Linked DNA regions of Mus musculus: region 1 is linked to region 2. Evidence: chromatin contacts called from public HiChIP or PLAC-seq data. All regions are on one chromosome and are shown on one strand. The core of a region is the stretch at or near the end of the contact, and the rest is flanking DNA. Distances in the headings are between cores, read along the strand shown. Region 1 overlaps Ttll7 (tubulin tyrosine ligase-like family, member 7). Region 2 has its middle 5.2 kb from the start of Ssx2ip.

The links. HiChIP or PLAC-seq counts read pairs in DNA pulled down with a chosen protein or histone mark.
Region 1: an H3K27ac HiChIP or PLAC-seq map of SST interneurons shows a contact between it and region 2, with 4 times the contacts expected there. The contact joins two enhancer-like sites. A contact is called at or near these places in 14 of 39 promoter capture datasets (the 3T3-L1 cell line, 3T3-L1-derived adipocytes, the C10 cell line and 9 more), 2 of 484 Hi-C or Micro-C datasets (both in bone marrow-derived macrophages), 4 of 115 datasets of contacts at active chromatin or transcription factors (SST interneurons, embryonic basal ganglia, embryonic hindbrain and 1 more) and 2 of 9 other capture datasets (liver and macrophages).

Annotation. Positions count from the first base shown.
Region 1 is chr3:146,895,118-146,897,817 of GRCm38.p6, reverse strand. It overlaps Ttll7 (tubulin tyrosine ligase-like family, member 7), which reads right to left. Exons shown (of 21, transcript NM_001357217.1): 4 at 1,091-1,212; 5 at 4-71. Among named protein-coding and RNA genes, the nearest start is that of Ttll7, 44 kb to the right of the region's middle. Within about 2 kb of position 1,352, at least 6 of the 459 cell types and tissues checked have an H3K27ac peak or open chromatin away from gene starts, as enhancers often do. A contact at or near this core is called in SST interneurons, where this site is marked.
Region 2 is chr3:146,398,054-146,400,753 of GRCm38.p6, reverse strand. No RefSeq gene overlaps it. Among named protein-coding and RNA genes, the nearest start is that of Ssx2ip, 5.2 kb to the left of the region's middle. Within about 2 kb of position 1,288, at least 14 of the 459 cell types and tissues checked have an H3K27ac peak or open chromatin away from gene starts, as enhancers often do. A contact at or near this core is called in SST interneurons, where this site is marked.

The DNA of each region.
Region 1 (2,700 bases), core at 103-2,602, 500 kb before region 2:
TACTTCGTCATATTTCTTGCTAAGAAATCCTTCCTACAGATCTCTCCCATTCCTGGAAAATGGTTGATTCTCTGAAAAATAAAAAGGTAAATATTAACATTTAATGAATCAATGAATAGACTTGTATACTGCAACACATCACAAAATATCTGAGACTTATGTTCTAATAAATTGGAAATTATTAATGTAAAGGATTTAAAATTAGATGGCTAGTGACTTATGAAATTAAAAAATATGATAATCAGTGAATAAAACTATAAAATTTTTATCAAATCTGGAAAAGACATTACAAAGATAATAAAGTTCTAATGTTCTGTGTTGGATAGGTGACAATTTAATATCCAAATTGCTTTTGGAATAATAGAATACAGGCATTGATAACATGGGACTTAAAATATTTACTCCATCTGGTCTACTATGTATTCTTAGAATCTAAGCAATGAAGAAGATGAGGGGAGGGAGGAAGAGGAGAGAGGGAGAAAGGAAGGGGAGGAAAGGAGAGGAGGAGGGAGGGAAGGGAATGAAGGGGAGGGGGAAGGAGGGGAGAGGAAGGAAAGGGGAGGGAAGGAAGGAGAGAAGGAGGGAGGAAGGGAGGGAGGAAAGGAGGGAAGGAGAGAGGGAGGGAGGGAGGAGGAGAGAGGAAGGGGAAGAAGGGAGGGAGGGTAAGTAGCAAACATCGATTGCTTTGGATCCCTTGTAGGTTTTTCAATTTGCTTTCCATTTCTTCTAAACACATTTGTACTGCACTATAGATGTAAAAGTCAGACTAATGGAGCTGAAGCTATAAGGTCTTTGTCCACTAAGACAATCCATTCCCTGTCACTCATCTTAAGGTGTACATAACTCAAAGCATCAACTTAGAATTTTTCCCTGTTGATCCATCTTTAAAGAAAAAAGCTAAAGGTTGAGTTTGGAAATGACACGGGCTTAATGCAAAGAGTCAGCACAGCCAGCGAGCAACGAGACAGGCGGCCCAGGGAACTCAGAACTGAAAGCTAATATGTGGACAGATTAAGAAGCTAAATAAAACCATGACGGAAGTGGTGGAAGTGGTGTGACTTTCTCCCCGATGCTGACTGTCAGTCCCCACCTGGTAGTTCTGCAGGTCTGTAATCTTCTCCTGCTGAACAGCAGCATCACACCAGATAAGATTGCTTGTCTCATCTTCATCAGGAGTTTTCATAAATCCCATCTCATCTATTACTAAACGAACTGAAAAGAGACGATTACATCAAACCTGAGCCAGAACACCTTAAAGACATTCACAATGGAAATGCACATGCGTATACCCACAGTGTTCCAGGTGCAGACTGGCCCCACTCCTTATAGCATAAGCTCATTACCAGTGACGGCACTTTTACCAAATTGCTCTCCACAGAAGCTGGGAACTGAATTAGGTTGCACCAAAAAGCCTTAGTCATAGTCCTGCGCAATTTCCCAAAACACAGCACTTGCAGAGGGTTTAGAGAGTGACTTTAGTACAGTAAAAACACAGAGACAGCTGATATAACTCTACACAGGTACATTCACCCTCAGGGCTTCCCCAACACCTGGGACTGGGTATAAAATTGGAAAGGTAAAAATACCCTTGACCATCAGATCTGCCCTGTGCCTTTCACCCTTCCTGTCAACAAGTCAGCTCTGTTTCCTCAGAGTAGGAAGCACTGAAACAGAATTCACAGGGGACTTGGAGATTGGATCTCTACTGCCCCAACCCTGAGATCCCACTGAAAAAAAGATTACTCTTGGGGTATCCTTTTGAGCACAAAACACATGTGCTCCTCTTAGGCCTAGATGTTACAGTTAGTATACTGGCATTTTTCTTTCAACAAGTTTTGAGTTTAAATTTAAGACGAGTGATACAGTTGGGGTAGCATTTGAGTGAGTGCCAGTGAATTCTGAGTTCTAAAAGAAAAGTATATCTACATGCCAGTGCTTACAAGTTCCATTATTTAATGTTTCCTTTATACCATGATCCGCTAATATTTGAGAAGAGATGGGAATTGTGTGGCTGACTTTGATCAGGTGTAAAACTGATAATCAGGCACAGCTGATCTCAAATCCTAGGGGCTCTTGGCTATTTGTTAGATAAACAACTGGTTTTATATGCAGTGAGGCCTGGAATATACTTAAAGAAGCCCTGAGACCATCTGTGGTGGTTTGAACATTCTTGGCCCATAGGAAGTGGCACTGTTAGGAGGTGTGGCCTTATTGGAGGAAGTACATCACTGTGGGGGTGGGCTTTGAGGCTCCTATGCCCAGACTCGTCCCAGTCCTCCTAGCTGCCTACAGAAAGAGTCTCCTTCTGCCTGTCTTTGGATCAAGATGTAGAATTCTTGGCTCCTCCAGCACCATGTCTTCCTGCAGGCTGCCACACTTCCCACCATAATGATAATGGACTGAACATCTGAAACTGTAAGCCAGCTCCACTTAAATGTTTGCCTTTATAAGAGTTGTCTTGGTGATGGTGTCTCTTCACAGCCATGGAAATCCTAACTAAGACACCATCTACATGAGTTCAGGGAGCTGCTTTCTAAGAGCAGCAGGATGAAGCTTGGGGCTATATTGATATCCTGTTTCTTCAAGTACATACACAAGGCGTTCATGTCATGATGGCCTCCTCAGGGCTCCGCTGTCTGTGTGCCATTTGGACACATATAAAGCATGAAAGCTGTAGCAACGGGGCCTGCAAGATTCCTC
Region 2 (2,700 bases), core at 39-2,538:
TCCAGATCCCAGGCATCCGGTTACCTTGCTCTTATCCAACCTTCAAGCACACTTTATCATTTCTTCTGACTGACTGTTTGATCCACTAGAATAAAGCCTCCATAAGCAAGGGCCGGCTTGTCTGCTGTGTCCTCAAGTGCCTGGGACTTTCCGTTGATTTTCAGTACTCAGTGACTGACCATTCAAGTGAATGCCATCTATTTCAAGGTCAGCACTTTAACAGGCGGCACTTATACATCGTCCAAAGATGGGGCTCACATCTGTGTGGTCAGCCTTTGTATGACATAAAAGCCTTCCCTTGAGAAGAAGCCCGATTTCCAGAAATCGAAACGCAGGTTTCAGACATTGATTACTTCCCAGTGTCCTTAGTGTGGGACCGCCCACTCTATCATGTTTGGCTAAAGCTGAACTTACATTTCTGGTATTTCTTATTCAGCTGAGAAAGTGCGGACCACGAGGCTTCTTACCCCTGCCCCACAGTCATTAATTACCTCAGAGTCCTGCCACTGTGACAAGAAAGCTGAAGAAAGTTTAAAAGGTTTGCCACACCTCACAGTTCAGAGCTCAAAGCCCACAGCCGGGTAGCCTGATGCTTCGGGGCCGGGTCAAGGCCGAAGGGACCCTTGGAAGAAAGCTGCTCACTTTGAAGTAGCCAGGAAGCAAAGTGGGGCCAGGGAGCGGGGCGGTGGGGAGGAAGGGGCCAGTGTTCAATCCCCTTCAAGGACATAACCCTATAATCAACTTTCTGCCGTGTCCCTCACACAAACATCCCCCCACTGCCCCATACATAGCACTAGTGGCTGGGGACAAAGCCTTTAAAAGCCTGCGGGTGTTTAGGGGACATTTCAGATCAAGCCGAAACAATCTCTCTGGAAGTTTCTTCCCACTGAGGTTCTACTTGGATCCCCTCCATCATCGGGATCCCACCTGGGTGCAGATCACCCTTCTCCATTTGTTTCCTTGCTTGCGGTCTGTCTTCTCCCACTGGAGCAGAACAGCAGGGCAGGGGCTGGTCCAGTTCATCTCGGTGGCCTCAGCTCCTCATGGCTGCTTTAACTCTAACTGAACTGTTGTGAGGAGGCAGGAGGCAGGCAGGAGGAGAAACACTCACGCCACAGTTTATTGACTTCTATTAGACAAGAATATTTAGAGGTAGGTATTACTATGATCTTTAAAACACCTTAATTCCACTGAAAGAGCCTCTGAACCACTCCCAATTCAATCCATTCCTTAGAAACAGTATCTCCAACACCCAGGCGGACACCCAGGCACATGGCTGCCTCTGGCATGCAGATTCAGAGCTCCAGAATAGCGGGCCAATTCTTCCAAGCTCTCTGCTGCCGTGCATACATACATACCATCTGGGTTGCTCAGTAAGCGATGCTTTCTGGATCCACTGAAGAAGATTTCCTGTCAGGGCCTGTGCGTGATGAGACTATGGGCTGAGTCACTTCTCCTAATGGTCCTGCTTCCATTACTTCTGGGTTATGGCCAGGTCTAACTTTTTAAGGACAGCAGGGTAGGCAAAATTAAGTCTTAGTGAATGTGTATGTGCATATGTATGTATGTATATACACACACATACACACACACACACACACACACACACACACACACACACACACATATACATATGAAGAAAGAAAGCAAAGCCGAGCAGACCAAGAGCTGGGATATAGTTCAGTGGTAGAGCACTTGCCCTAGCTTATAAAAATCTCTGGATTCACTCCCACCCGACTCCCACCCCCACCCAATCACACAGACAAAAGACCACACTTCCAGAAAGCTGTGTTTTCTGACTTCTGTAAGTTTAGTGGAGCCTGGTCCTCTGTGTGTCTTCATAGACTAGTGATACCATGTCTTTCTGACCAGTCCCTTGGGTGTGAGTATTGGTTGGCATAATTAAAATGACTCTTAAAAAGTGTTATGCTGCCGGGCGGTGGTGGCGCACGCCTTTAGTCCCAGCACTTGGGCGGCAGAGGCAGGCAGATTTCTGAATTTGAGGCCAGCCTGGTCTACAGAGCAAGTTCCAGGACAGCCGGAACTACACAGAGAAACGCTATGTCAAAAAAACAAAAAAAAAGGGGAAAAAAAAGTGTTATGCTTGGAAGGAAAACAGAACTTTCTCTTCCTATTAGTCCAGGTTAAAATACCTGGGTGTTCCCTGCTTGGCACGTTAGACTTTGGTCTGATCTGCTGAGAACATTTTACACCATGGCTTCTTTTGAAATGATTTTGGGTAAGAATGCCTTTGAATTTTAGCAGACGCTAAGTTTTGCTTCCCAACTTATCGTCTATCCTAAGCTTAAGTTTCTAACTTTAAAATGGCAGGCAAAATTTGTTAATAAAGCATTCAACCAACCCATAAACTATATCATAGGAAGGTGGCTAGGGGTCAACCATAGAGATCTTGCGGAGGGAGAGGGAGGGGGAGGGGGAGGGGGGAGGGGGGAGAGCTGAGTGGACATTCACATCTACATATGTGTATGTGAATGTAGAGGCTGGAAATTGACATCAAGTGTTTTCTTTAGTTACACTTTTATTTTGAAAAACAGTCTCCCTGACTTAACTCAGAACTCATTGACTTGGTTAGACTGGCTTGTCTTCAAACCAAGCATCCCTCTGTGTCTGTCTCCCCAGCACTGGGTGGGGTTACAGGAGGTGCCTTTGCTTCAGCAGAGTGTGCACACACGTGACACA